Regions from separate parts of the Mus musculus genome. Here region 2 is linked to region 1. Evidence: chromatin contacts called from public Hi-C data. All regions are on one chromosome and are shown on one strand. The core of a region is the stretch at or near the end of the contact, and the rest is flanking DNA. Distances in the headings are between cores, read along the strand shown.

What was found. Hi-C and Micro-C count contacts between places; a contact is called where the count stands out from the background.
Region 2: a Hi-C map of liver shows a contact between it and region 1, with 2.4 times the contacts expected there. The contact joins two enhancer-like sites. A contact is called at or near these places in 2 of 15 datasets of contacts at CTCF or cohesin (CD8 T cells and the NIH/3T3 cell line), 7 of 484 Hi-C or Micro-C datasets (3T3-L1-derived adipocytes, bone marrow-derived macrophages, cardiomyocytes and 3 more), 9 of 115 datasets of contacts at active chromatin or transcription factors (bone marrow-derived macrophages, embryonic fibroblasts, embryonic stem cells and 4 more) and 3 of 9 other capture datasets (adipose tissue, liver and pancreatic islet).

The regions. Positions count from the first base shown.
Region 1 is chr3:97,754,840-97,762,010 of GRCm38.p6, reverse strand. Pde4dip (phosphodiesterase 4D interacting protein (myomegalin)) reads left to right here. Exons shown (of 47, transcript NM_001289701.1): 9 at 3,081-3,212; 10 at 4,360-4,479; 11 at 4,715-4,807; 12 at 4,915-5,127; 13 at 6,414-6,572. Among named protein-coding and RNA genes, the nearest start is that of Gm46816, 10 kb to the right of the region's middle. Within about 2 kb of position 5,135, at least 29 of the 459 cell types and tissues checked have an H3K27ac peak or open chromatin away from gene starts, as enhancers often do. A contact at or near this core is called in liver and pancreatic islet, where this site is marked.
Region 2 is chr3:97,816,699-97,823,377 of GRCm38.p6, reverse strand. The region is part of intron 4 of Pde4dip (phosphodiesterase 4D interacting protein (myomegalin)); the gene reads left to right. Among named protein-coding and RNA genes, the nearest start is that of Pde4dip, 69 kb to the left of the region's middle. Within about 2 kb of position 4,812, at least 12 of the 459 cell types and tissues checked have an H3K27ac peak or open chromatin away from gene starts, as enhancers often do. A contact at or near this core is called in liver and pancreatic islet, where this site is marked.

The DNA.
Region 1 (7,171 bases), core at 3,886-6,385:
TGCTCTTCTGTTAGAAAACACCGCAGTCAGGGCTGGGAACATAGCTACAGAAGGCCCTGGGTTCAACACTCAGCAGCACCAAAACCGTAACCAAAATGTAAGACCATAAAACACCGCAGACCACTCTTACCCAGTTTAGATGAATCCAGCCTGACTATCCCTGCTGTACAGGAGGTTAGGTCCCGGGCTGTGCCTCCCGTCACACTGGTCCCCTCCCCTTTGTCTAGCGTGTTCTAATAAGGCCGGCCACCAGCCTGTGTCCCCCTTCTTTCAAACTCGAAATGTGGCAAGTCTGAGTTGAAATGTGCTCTGAGTATAAAATAGACCTCAAATAAAAATCTTATTTTTATATTGACCTCATTGTAATGTTTTAAATGTTTTAGAAATATTTGCTTAGACAAATTGTCAAAATTAAGTTCACTTTTTTTTTTCACTTTTATTCAGTGAAGCTATGAGAAAATGAAACATTACACAGGCAGCTCACAGTGGCTTTCTCCCGGGATGCGTCCTTCTGGGCATATAGGCCTTTCCTTTCCCAGGCTCACTTGCCATCAGCTCTTCTGTCTGCCTAGCTTGGGTTCTGTTTCTTTCCGACTAGCTGGCTACTTCTCCTTCCGATGTCCATTCAGATACTGTCTCAAGAGGAACTTCTCTCTAGTTGGAGAAACTCTTTCTAGTTGATATAAAGTAACAGTCACCAGTTCTCTACATGGTTTCCTGTGTTACTGCATAGGAACTGCTAAGCGACAGGACTCTCCACTCCTTCTTTCATATTTACCATGTAGTCACCAAACCCAAGCTCTGCAGAATCTTCAAGAGGAGTTACTTTGTCCTATGCAGCATTCCTTTCTCCAACATAGTATCTGCTACTTAGTGCTTAACACATCTGTGTCGAGGGAGTAAATGAAGGTGAACGTGCTATAGTGATAAGCGAGAGGTATAACCAGAGTGAAAGGGCCCATTTCACTCCTGTTTCTTGTCAAAGCAAGCGTTGAAGTTCAGCCTCTTCTGAAGGATGCTGTCAGAAGTCTCCGTGCAGTCCATCAACTTTCAGAACTCTGTGGATCATTTCCATTTCCTGTCATTTGTTGATGTTTGAGACTATGTCTCAATACCTCTTTGATCATCTTACCTTTTAATTTTAAGATTGTTTTATCAATTCACTTAGCAGGGATAAAGTAGCCTTTTTAAAAATATTTATTTATTTATTTATTATACGTAAGTACACTGTAGCTGTCTTCAGACACTCCAGAAGAGGGCATCAGATTTCATTACAGATGGTTGTGAGCCACCATGTGGTTGCTGGGATTTGAACTCAGGACCTTTGGAAGAGCAGTTAGCACTCTTAACCGCTGAGCCATCTCTCCAGCCCATAAAGTAGCCTTTTAATGAGCTATTCAGAAATAGCTGTGGGCTTATGAAGGTAATAAAACATCCTTGTTTGTACCTGTTTTTCTTGAATTCATTGCACCCTTTTGATTCTTAGCAATGATTCAAAGCTGGGTGCAGTGATGCAGGCTTGTAATCTTAGCAGTTGAGAAGCTAGATCCTGGGATTTGAGGCCAGACTGGGATTATGAGACCCTGTCTCAAAACAAAACAAGAAAAAAAAATATGGTTTTCAGTGTCAGTTGTTAGTTATAAGATTACATTGCTTATAAAAGTAACAAAGTCGATATTTTGTATCCATTAACCCTACCCATTCCTCCGGTTGGCCTAGAACATTAGTCCTTACTCATCATAGCCAGCGTCAAAAGCTCTCATCCTTTGTAGATCTAAATAAATTTCATCTCTGCCAAGAGCCTTTTTTATATGACCTGTCGAAATGAATAGTCTTCTAGTATGACTACTTCCTCAATAAACCAAGACTAATGGGAGCCAGAACTAAGTGTTTGCCTGCGTAGTGCTCCCCACCCACAGCGCTCTGTATTTTATAGTGTCAGAAACAAAGCAGTAACCAGCACTGGGGTAACCAAACCCCTCACTTCCTCTGCTCAGTCCCTTGCAGGAAGGTATTTAAAGCCAGCTGTAACCCCAGGCTCTGCAAGGTTGGGTCTTCGGGAAGTTTGAAAGTCCAGGAAAAGGAAAGCATGAATAGCGCTTCTTTACTTTTCCTAAGGAGGAAGGGGCTGGCAGAGGAGGGAGGATTTAATGCAGCCAGGAGTTCCTTAGGTACCCACTGTCTTAGCTCATTGTGATCTTCAGGTGGAGTTTGAGAGAGGTCACCCAGTGCTCTTTACGACTGAGTATGCCCAGAAACTACACTGAGTCCTGCCGGTTCTGGTTTTAAGTTTACCGGCCCCTTTTATTTTGATTAATTTTGGTTTATAGAGACAATTGAGAAGAAAAAAGTTCAAAAACCTCCCATTCTTCTGCACCCATCCCTCTGGATTACGGAGGGCTGCTATTTTCATTACATTTTGCCTTTTTACTCCTTCTCTGTGTCTGGCTACATTAATAATAATAATAATAATAGCTATTATTATTATTATTTTAAAAGCTTCCAAACAAGTAATTTACTCTAGATACATCCACATGTATTTCTTAAGGACAAGGACTTCTCTTATCAACTGCAGTACAAGCTAAGGAAATGTGTACTGCAGAAATGCTGTTCCCTAATGTTGAACTCATTCAAAAAATAAAGTTTGCCAGGTTTTCCAGTAACACAAATAGGCCTGGTAATTGGAATATGACTTTGATCCTTTGATACCTTCATTCATCTCATGGTTAAACATAGACTGAAGCAAATATGTGGTTGTAGCCATATTCTTTAGTAAGTCCCCCTTGTCTTTAAATTCTGAGTCACTCGCTTTATCTGACAGAGTAGCGTAGGGTTTGTGTGAACGGGTGGGGAATGTCAAGGATGGAGGGAAGTAGCTCCTATGGAAGTAGCACATAGGGACATCTGTGAAGTGGTACTCCTAGCACGTAGCAGGACTGTCTGCTGGAAGTCACCTCATCATTTGTGCCGCAGCTATGGTTTCCAGCTTTCTGAAAAAGGAGGCCCAGTTTGAACATGAAAATCAAATGGCTTATTGGCTGCGTTTACTCAGTGTGCTTGTCTGCCCTGCTGCCTTCTAGCCCGTGCCTAAAGGGTTACCCACGCAACAGAAGCCGGACTTGCATGAGACCCCTACAACCCAGCCACCTGTGTCTGAGTCCCACCTGGCAGAACTCCAGGACAAAATCCAGCAAACAGAGGCCACCAACAAGGTACATCAGGACTCGCTCTAGTCCCGCTTCATCATCCTGAGTCTGTGTTAGAGTCTGAGAGATGAACGCTGGGCCATCCCTTGTTCTCTACAGAATGGCCAATTTAGAAGTATAATTCTATACTTTTATCGTTATTTCCTTTATTGTATGTGTGAGCTGCGTGTGTGTGTATGTGTGTGTGTGTGTGTGTGTGTGTGTGTGTGTGTGTGTGTGTACTACAGCTCAGTCTCAGGAATTGCTCCTCATGAGGTATCTATCTACCTTGGAGTACTTTTGGAGACCATCTTTCACTAGGACCCAGGGCTTAAAAATGAGGCTAGCCAGAGATGCATCTGTTTCCACACTCCCAGAGCTAGGATTCTAAGCACACACCTCTAAGTCTGGCTTTTTATGTGGCTGCTGGGGATTCAACTCAGGTCCTCTTCTCTCTGTTTCTTATCAGGATTTTAGTTTGTCCCACATATACAACATTTCCTGATGCCTTTTGGGAATGAGATCAGATCTCCATGTAATCTTTAACTCTACAGTAAAGCTCTGATGCAAGAAATTTGTGCTTTAATTTTTTTGTTTTGTTTTGTTTTGTTTGTTTTTTTTTTGTTTTTTCGAGACAGGGTTTCTCTGTAGCCCTGGATGTCCTGGAACTCACTCTGTAGACCAGACTGGCCTCGAACTCAGAAATCCGCCTGCCTCTGCCTCCCAAGTGCTGGGATTAAAGGCGTGCGCCACCACGCCCCGCTTTAAATTTTTGTATATCTTCTTACCCTTGTTAGCTCATGGATTTTAATGTCTGTTTTCAAGGCACTTGTCCCAAGGGGGCTCTTGAATATCTGGTCAAGTGTGCTCTTATAATAGCCTTTCCTGTACTAGATAGCAGGCACTCCTTGGTCATATGGGAGAGTCAAGAGAATACGCTGGCTGTTGACATAAAGAACGTGTGCAGTGCATGAGAACTGAGGTATCTGCGCATTGAGGGAAGCAGTGCACATCTGCTGCCTCTCTTCATAGTCTGATGGTTACAGTGCACGGGAAAGGAGTAAGGCGGTATGCCCTAAGTTGTTCTTTAAACCCGAAACGCACAGGACAGTGTGATGGCCCTCGAGGTTAAAAGTCATCATGGAGCTAACAGGACTTTCTCTGCTGAATTCAGATTCTTCAAGAGAAACTGAATGACCTGAGCTGTGAGCTGAAATCTGCACAGGAGTCATCTCAGAAGCAAGATACGACAATCCAGAGCCTCAAGGAAATGCTTAAAAGCAGGGAAAGTGAGGTGAGAGGCTACGTGGTCACAGACCTGTGGGGAGACGGGTCACGCTGGTGACGTAGATAAGTGCTCTCTATTTGTAGATGTCACTATTGTCAGGCCAGCAAATCTTTCTATGGGAAATTGTCCGCTAAGTAGGTGCTTTGGAAAGCTCCTGTCCCTAACATCTGCACAGGAGAGAGAAGGACTTTCCGAGTCGTTGGCTAACCTTAGCACGCTATCCTCCTCCTCTCATTTCCAGACTGAGGAGCTGTACCAGGTGATCGAAGGACAAAATGACACAATGGCAAAGCTTCGGGAAATGCTGCACCAGAGCCAGCTCGGACAGCTCCACGTACGTGAGGGCCACAGGCAGGAATGGGGCCGCCCTGGCTGCCCGGGTCTCCCGGGGGCTCCGTGCTTCCCTCCCTGTGACTGTGATTGTGATTCTCCTCTTTTCAGAGCTCAGAGGGCATTGCCCCTGCTCAGCAACAGGTAGCCCTGCTTGACCTTCAGAGCGCTCTATTCTGCAGCCAGCTTGAAATACAGAGGCTCCAGAGGCTGGTCCGGCAGAAAGAACGCCAGCTGGCGGATGGCAAGCGATGTGTGCAGTTAGTGGAGGCTGCAGCCCAGGAGAGAGAGCACCAGAAGGAAGCTGCTTGGAAACATAACCAGGTAAATCATTAACCGTTCTCTTGCTCCCAGCGCTGACTTTGCCCCACCATGACTTGTGAGCAGGACAGTTTGTGCCCAACCTAAACCCTTGCATCGTTGGCCTACCCAGTGTGGTCAGTGTTTGTTGCCCCCAGAGGTCATGCACCAGATGAGCAGACTGTGTCCTGGAAGTACAAAGGTAGATATCAGACTCTGCCTTTTTATTTCTACTTTAGCAGGAGAGGCAGTCACACGACAGATGTTAATAGGATAAATACTCCCAAAGGGTCTGGCTTATGTTCCCATAGCTATGTCCAGGAGGGTCGGAGGAAAGAAGTCAGAGTGCTTACGCCTCGTGCAGGAGGAGATCGCTGAGGTTATAAGGATAAAGTCAGCTGAGGCCGATGAGGTAGCTCAACAAGTGAAAAATGCTTGACTCACAAGCGTTTCCGCCCCAGAACTATGCCGGAAGGAGAGAACCACTTCCTGAAAGTTGTCCTTTGACCCCCACGCGGGCGTACCTGCACTCATATAAGTAAGACACACACCAATAAATAAGTAAATACATAGATTAATTAAATTGAAAAAGTCATTGAGTAAAGTAGAGAAGGGCATGTCCATGCATAATTAGTCATATAATTTAAATGTATGTAGCATTATACAGTCCTTAAATAGTCCTCTATCTTGTTAGCATGGAACACATGCTGTTTGTTTGTTTGTTCTCTGAATTTTAAAGATCCTTTTTTTGTGTGCTGTCTCCTATCTTAGTAGTTCAGAAATTAATTATGAGCCCTGGATTTTCCTTAGAAATATTAAAATTTCTGAGACTTTGGCAGGTGATCGTGCATGGGAAGCTGAGTTCATTAGGGAAGGATCAGAATTATGGTGCAAACCTCACTCGGTAGAGGGTAGAGCTGTCCTCTTAAGCCAGAAATCGAGCACTGCCTTGGGACCACTGAACCAGCTTTACTTTCTACTCCATACTTTTCCTAAGCTTTCCTATCCTATTTCATTTATATTCTCTATACCTTTCTATATCAAGTTACATGATGGTATTCTCTGCTACCTTATATTTTGTTACATGCCTTTGACGTTTTTTGTCTCTCTGTTCTGTTTTGGGGATGCGATGGAGGAGCTATGTTGCCCAGGCGGGCCCTGCGTTTGAGCTCCTTCTGCCCTCAGGCTCTCCAGCGGCTGGGACTATGGGCAGATGCCGTCATGCCCAACTTGCCTTGAAAGTGCTGAGACCGTCACATCGCATGGTCACGTGGCAAGGTTGCCATAAAAGCACGATCTGTTTATTTCAGGAATTACGAAAGGCTTTACAGCACCTCCAAGGAGAACTGCACAGCAAGAGCCAGCAGCTCCATGTTCTGGAGGCGGAAAAATACAATGAGATTCGAACCCAGGGACAAAACATCCAACACCTAAGTCACAGTCTGAGTCACAAAGAGCAGCTAATTCAGGTGAGTCCTCGACGAAAGCAGCCTCTGAGCTCCCAAATGCCTGCTCAGACCACCTCCGAGGCCCACCTGTGCCCACATAGGACTGCTGGAGATGGAAACATACACAGTGAGTAGAGAATACAGTCCGTGAGCAGCATGCTGTCTATCCGGCACGTAACTAACTGTGTGTGAACATCCGTGAGCAGCATGATGTCTATCCAGCACGTAACTAACTGTGTGTGAATATAAACAGCACAGGTAGTGTGCAGCAAAAGCAACACCTCTGAGTCAGCCACTCTGCTTCATAAAGACATGGCAGGAGAGATCTCTTCAGAAACAGCTGCAGAATTCAGTGACAGAATGACAATTTTAGGGGAAATGGAGCACTAAGAAATACGATCTGCTCTGTCACCTACTCTAATCTCCTAAATTCCAGAGCAAATAACTTTTACATACCATTGTATACAATTCCCACTCCCTCACAGATGTACCCATGACACATCTTCATTTGGGAAGTATCTTTTTGCTGTTGGTAGTTTTGTTTTATTCTGAGACGGCGTCTGACTCTGTGGCCCTGGCTGCCGTGGAGCTCTGTAGTCCAGGCTGGCCTCCAACTTACA
Region 2 (6,679 bases), core at 3,563-6,062, 62 kb before region 1:
AGCCATTAGCATTCGGATCTGAAAAACAGCTGGGCTCTGTGAGACCGCACATGATTATCTGGCCAATTCAGTTAATATGGACTGCTGAATCTGAGAGGGGCGGTGGTGATATCCAAGTGACGTCTATGGTTATGATGTTCATTTAGTATGGACTGGTTGATTCTGGGGGTTTTAGTCTCTTTCCTTTTTTTCAGAATGTCCGGGTTCCCTTCTTACTCTCCCGGAGACCCCCTCCAACCTCCACGCCATCTTGTCCCTGGCTGTGTAGTGAATGTGTCTCCTTGGAAGCTACAAGAGATTCAGGGGACTTGATAGCTTGATAATGCAGATGGGGAAGGATGCATGGCTGTGCGGTCCTCGTGGTAGGAAGAGCGAACAGATTTCTTCACTGTATAGCAGGAGGAAGTCTTTCCGTGAACTGTTCCCAAACCTAGGCAGAAGGGGCAACTTCTAGATCCCTGGAGGGAAAGGACTGGTTTTCCCCAGTCAGGTGACAGGCTTGAATCATCTAGCCTCGTTCTCTGCTCTGTACAGGCTAAGGAGAAATGATTCTTCAGGAATCCTCTGGGTGGGATGAAAGAGGGTACCATCTGTCTTCTGGAAAAGCATGATTGACTAGATTATGATGGCTGCCACAGGGTATGGGCAGGGAGTCACAACACAAAGTCACTGATAGTGAGGACAATCCTCTCGCTGAATCCATCTTGCTGGTGGATCCCATGCAGGTAACTATGACCTATCTCTACTTGGTCTTATGAGGACAGAGTGGACAGGCAACCCCCATTGTTTCATGTGGTTCCAGCAACCTAAAAGCACTGTGTTTCCTTTATTTTCATTCAACCTGCCTGTCATATTACCCTCCCATTTGGTTACAGCTACTCAAGAACACTAGAGTAGAGTTCTCAACCTTCCTAATACAATTCTTAATGGTGTGGTGACCACCAACCATACAATTATTTTGTTGCTACTTCATGTCTGTAATTTTGCTAGTGTTATGGGCTGTAATGTAAATAAATATTTGATATGTGACCCCCCAAAGGGTCAAGACCCACAGATTGAGAACCACTGCCCTAAAGGCTGGGTTAAGTGCTGGGGAGACAGCTTAGCTGGTAGGGGCCTTCCCTAGTGTGCAAGAAGTCCTGGGTCTGAGCCACAGCACTACATAACCTGGCCACAGGGGTGCATATCAATAATCTTCATACTCTAGAAGTGGAGGCAAAAGATAATCTTTGTTTATAAAGAAAGTCTGAAGTCAACCTGGCTTATATGAGACCCTGCTTTAAAAAAAACAAAACAAAAAAAAAACTTCAGTTGAGTGTCCTTTTATTTGGAAGGTAGAACACGTTGAGAGGAGATCTCACTGTGTATCTTGGATGGCCTCAAACTTGTGATTGTCTTGCTTCAACCCCTTGAGTGCTGGGAGTATAGAAGTGAGTCCAGTTACCCAGCTTGCCATTAAAAAATATTTATTTTCGGGCTGGTGAGATGGCTCAGTGGGTAAGAGCACCCGACTGCTCTTCCGAAGGTCAGGAGTTCAAATCCCAGCAACCACATGGTGGCTCACAACCATCCGTAACGAGATCTGACTCCCTCTTCTGGAGTGTCTGAGGACAGCTACAGTGTACTTTAAATAAATAAATAAATAAATAAATATTTTTTAAAAAAGAAAAAAAATATTTATTTTCATTTCATGTGTATTGGTGTTTTGACTTGTTCTGACTGAATGTCTGTGTGAAGGTGTTGGGTCCCCTGGAACTGAAGTTATACACAGTTGTGAGCTCTTATCTAGGTGCTGGGAATTGAACTGAGCCATCTCTCCAGCCTGTAATCTTGTCGTTTTAAAATTGTTAATATCATAGGTTAATATCCCTGTATGTAGTAATGAGGGATTGATAGGAAACAGCAAAGTTCTGTCTTGATAGAAGAACCAGGGATTCAGAAACACTGCACCAGGAGCCCCAGGTAACTACTAGACAAGCCACGTGGCTTCTCCAAACCTGTTCCAGCCTCCACAGAACTGATTGATATTCAGAATAATGCCGCAGGCACCGAGACACATTTGTTGTATGAATAAATAACAGCCATGAAGGTGACATAAAAATTTTTCAACTGCTTTGTAAATTTAATAGCATCACACTTATAAAAGAGGATAATCATTATACACTTGCTAGTAGTTATTGTGGTATCTTAGAAGTGAAATAGAGGTCTGACTCTTTATAATATGATCGTAATGGTGCATCTTCTGATCATGCTTGTTATTCACATCATGATTCCTTTAGGCTGGGAAGATTAATTGGTAGTAAAGCAACTAGAACCGCGGGGTAAGTCAAGTGGTTCATGACATCTGTTACTGTACTTAGCTTGTTTTTTGTCTCATGTTGGACAAACATTTCTTTAAAAATAAAAAATATAAAATCACACCCATTTGATGAGTTGGACTCTCTGCAAAAGTTTGTGGGTTTTGTACAAGTAATTCTCTAAAGAAAACCAGTGCTTATGAACTTATGTACTACATGTCTGTTGTGGATAGATTTTTAGTTTAGATTTTGGTACTTAAGAGGGAAAACTACGGTCTTAATGTGAGATGATTAAACATTCCACCATGACAACTTCTGAGAAATAGGGAGAACAGGACTGGGAAGAGGGTCTGTGTTTCTCTTTCAAGTAGCAAGTCCTCCTTAGGTAGTTGACAGAGAAACAAAGACAGAGACAGAGAGAGGCAGAGACAGACAGAGAGGCAGAAAGGCAGAGACAAGGAAAGAGAGACAGAGACAGGGTGAAGGAGAGGTTAAAATGGATAAATGCTTTATTGGGAGGAAAGCTATATGGATTTTTTTTTCAGTAAGAATAGTTGTGAAATCTAGAGTTATGCCAAAGACTAAAAGCAAATTTTAAAAGGGCCCTAGAGTTTCTCTCCTCTGGGTTTATTAGAGAACTAAGAAAATAAAATTAAAAATCATACCAACCATATTTTTATTAAAGAGTATTGAGTTACACATAAAAAAAAAACACTGATTCTTTGAAACTAGCTACAGTGGGTTGAATATTAAGTAAAATATCCTTGAAGCTTCAGATTTTGTAAATATTAGTAATAATTCAACTTCGTATGTACATTTTAAAAAGTAACTTATTTTTTACTTTAAAGGCATTGGTGTTTTGCATACATGTATGTTTGTGTAAGGGTATCAGATCTTGGAGTTACAGAGAGTTGTCAGCTGCCATGTGGTGGCTGGGAATTGAACCCAGGCCCTCTGGAGGAGTAGTCAGTGCTCTTAACTGCTGAGCCATCTCGCCAGCTCCTAAATAGTTTTAAGAGGCTCTTTACTTTTAGCACAGATAAACAAGAACATACACCTATGGGAGTAGGGACCACCACCCCTCGTGGTAGCCAGTAGTAATTGTAGGTTCAGTTCTACAGGCAAAGGGGCAGGCTGTGGGGAACTAAAAAGGGGCCTGGGAAGGAGGGGAAGGGAGGATAACCCACATCCTGCCAGAGTTTCATCTATGCTCTGGACAGGCAGACGTGGGAGGGCTGCCAGACGTTTTCCACTCAGCCCTGGGTGGGCATCCAAGCCTCTGACCCACTTGATGGAGGGTGGACAAGAGGCAGCCCCCAAAAGCAAAAGGAGCCCCTGAGCCCTTGTAGCTTCGGGGTTATGGGAGAGAGGGCTGAGGGAAGAGAGGTTCCCGTGCATGCGAGTGAGCGCAGCCTTAATGAGCAGAGACTGTCTATGGTTTTAGAGCTTTATTGTAGAAAGGCAGGGGGAAAGAGAGAAGGTAGAAAGTGAGAGAGGCTGGCCATGGCCAAGAGGAGACAAATGGGAAAAAGAGAGAAAGAGAGAGAGGAAAGGCTAGAGAGAAAGAGAGAGTAAGAGGGAGAGAGGGAGAGGAGAGGAGAGGAGAGGAGAGGAGAGGAGAGGAGAGGAGAGGAGAGGAGAGGAGAGGAGAGGAGAGGAGAGGAGAGGAGAGGAGAGGAGAGGAGAGGAAGAGCAAGAGAACAAAGGAATGAGAGGAGTGAGAGAGCAAGGAGAGGCCAAACAGTCCCTTTTAAAGTGAGCTGCTATCTTTTCTGTTGCTAGGTAACAGGGGAGGAGTTTAGCCTGAAGGTCAGAATCGTGGGCCATTGTCTACATGACTTCTAGCCAAGCTTCTCTTTTGGGGGTTGTGGGGGGTGGTAACTTAGGCAGGAGCCAGAGTTCCAGGACACACGAGAGAACTCCTTCCGTCCCATGTAGGTAAATTATCACCACAGGGTCCCAGGGTTCAAGATCTAGCCTCAACTAGAAACTAGCCTGTCTGTGCATAGCCCAATGCCCCACAGCAGGCTACCATTTTGACTAAAAAAAATCAAGCTAAGGAGTAACCACTAAGGCATATCGCTCCTGACAGGGGATCAAAGAAAAGAGAGATGACACTGCAGGTGGTCCACAGATGGGTATGACCCACTTCATGCAGGACAGGCTTCATTGTATTGCTGGATACAGGTGCTGTGTAAGTAGTTTCTGGGTTGTGTCATGGCTGACCACCTCATTTATTACCTAATCCTGCATCTCCTCTTACTAGTTGAATATGTAGCCCTGAAATGTGTGAGAACCACTGTTGTATGACCAACATGTGGTCTCCCAACAGCATTCTGAAAGCCACCAGCCTTTGACCCCATGGTGATGATTTTCTTGCTCGGACTTCTTTGCTTTTCATAAGCCCAAGGGTTGTATTTTTCAGATAGAATTTAAAATGTAACAAGGCTGGGTCTAAGAGCAGAAAGTGAAGAGAAATGGAAGATTGTCATCCTGGACCAGAGCAAGTTAATGTATAACTACAGATTCCAAAGTACACATGTTTCATGATCACTGGTTTTCTTTAAAGAATTATTTGTACAACTTTCACATTTTTGCAGAGAATCTAACTTAACTGGGTATGGTTTTTGTACTTTTATTTTTGTTTTTAAAATATTTATTTATGATCTTATCTATATACCAATATATTATATATTATCATATTACACATACACACACACACATGCACATACACACACACACACACACACACACACACACACACGAGTCCTAGTCCCATGTTGGATCCCTCTGGAGCTGTGAACCACCCACTCTGGGTGGTGAGAGCCAAACTTGGGTCCCCAGGAAGACCAGCATGTGCTCTGAACCATTGAGCCATCTGACCAGCTATACTTTTCTTTGTCAAGAGATGTTCTTCCAAAATGAAAGTATCAATAATGTTGGAAGATGAAAGTGAATTTATCCTTTAGATAGAAGTAGAGCGAGCTGTGTCTCATTCCTTTATGAGCCCTGAGCTGCCTGATTCAAGACATAAATCTCTAGTTTTCTCACTGTTAAAGTTTTTAAATGATTTTTTGGGGTGTGTCTGTGTCTGTCTGTGTGTGTGTCTCTGTGTTTGTGTTGGTCTCTCTGTGTGTGTCTGTGTGTTTGTGTGTATCTGTGTGTCTCTCTCTCTCTGTGTGTGTGTGTGTGTGTGTGTGTGTGTGTGTGTGTGTGTGTGTGTGTGTGTGTAGCTTCCAGGAGTCAGTTCTCTCCTTCCATTATGTAAGTTCAAAAGATTGAACTCAGGTTGTCAGGCTTAGTGGCAAGCACCTTCCCTGTCAGGCTTAGTGGCAAGCACCTTCCCTGTCAGGCTTAGTGGCAAGCACCTTCCCTGGCTGAGCCACCTTGCTAGACCAGTTTTCTCATCTTTGAGATGGAACGGTCCTATTCCCAGGTTGTCTTTGAGGCTTGAACATATCACACTTTTATAGGTATGGTGAGCAACCTCCTGACTTTATTGCTCACCAAACTGTCCTTCTCCTACTATTACCATATTGCTGAGCTGCGAGTGTGGCAGTCCTGGTGTAAGAACCTTGGTTCTGCTTCTCTCTGCCTGATTGAACCTGGACAAATACAGACCATTAGCTTTGAATGAAGCTAAGCAACTCCCACCGATGTCATAGCCTTTGTAGTAGTTTAGGATGGTACTTCATCTTCATGTTTGTAGTGATGCTTGTATGACCCAGCCTGTGGCACAGCCAGGTGTATAAGGACATAGCACATGCAGCATGTACCATAGTGCTGCTCTATAGTAACAGACGATCATCCTTTACCTCGTTGTGTGTTTACTGCACTATAATACATAATAATAATGTATTATATATGTTATAATACAATTATATTGTCATTGTTATTATTTCTTGTGTTTTGAGAGAGGATATCTCAGTGTAGCCCCAGCTGTCCTGAAACTCAGCTATGTAGATCAGTCTGGCCTTGAACTGGCACTGAGTGTGTAGACCAGGCTGGCCTCGAACTCACAGAAATCTACCTCCACCTGCCTCTGCCTCCTGAGTGTTGGAATTAAAGGCATGGGTACCATGCTTGGCTACTATAATTTTTACCATCAATTTAAAGTAATCTCCTTTTACTTATCAAAATGGAAAGGTTACCGGGTGTGGTGGCGCATGCCTTTAATCCCAGCACTTGGGAGGCAGAGGCAGGCAGATTTCTGAGTTTGAGGCCAGCCTCGTCTACAAAGTGAGTTCCAGGACAGCCAGGGCTACAGAGAAACCCTGTCTCCAAAAACCAAAAACTAAAACTAAAAAAAAAAAAAAAAAGGAAAGGTTAACTTAAGAACAGCCACAGGCAGGTCCTGCAGGAATGATGTCAGAAGTTATTTA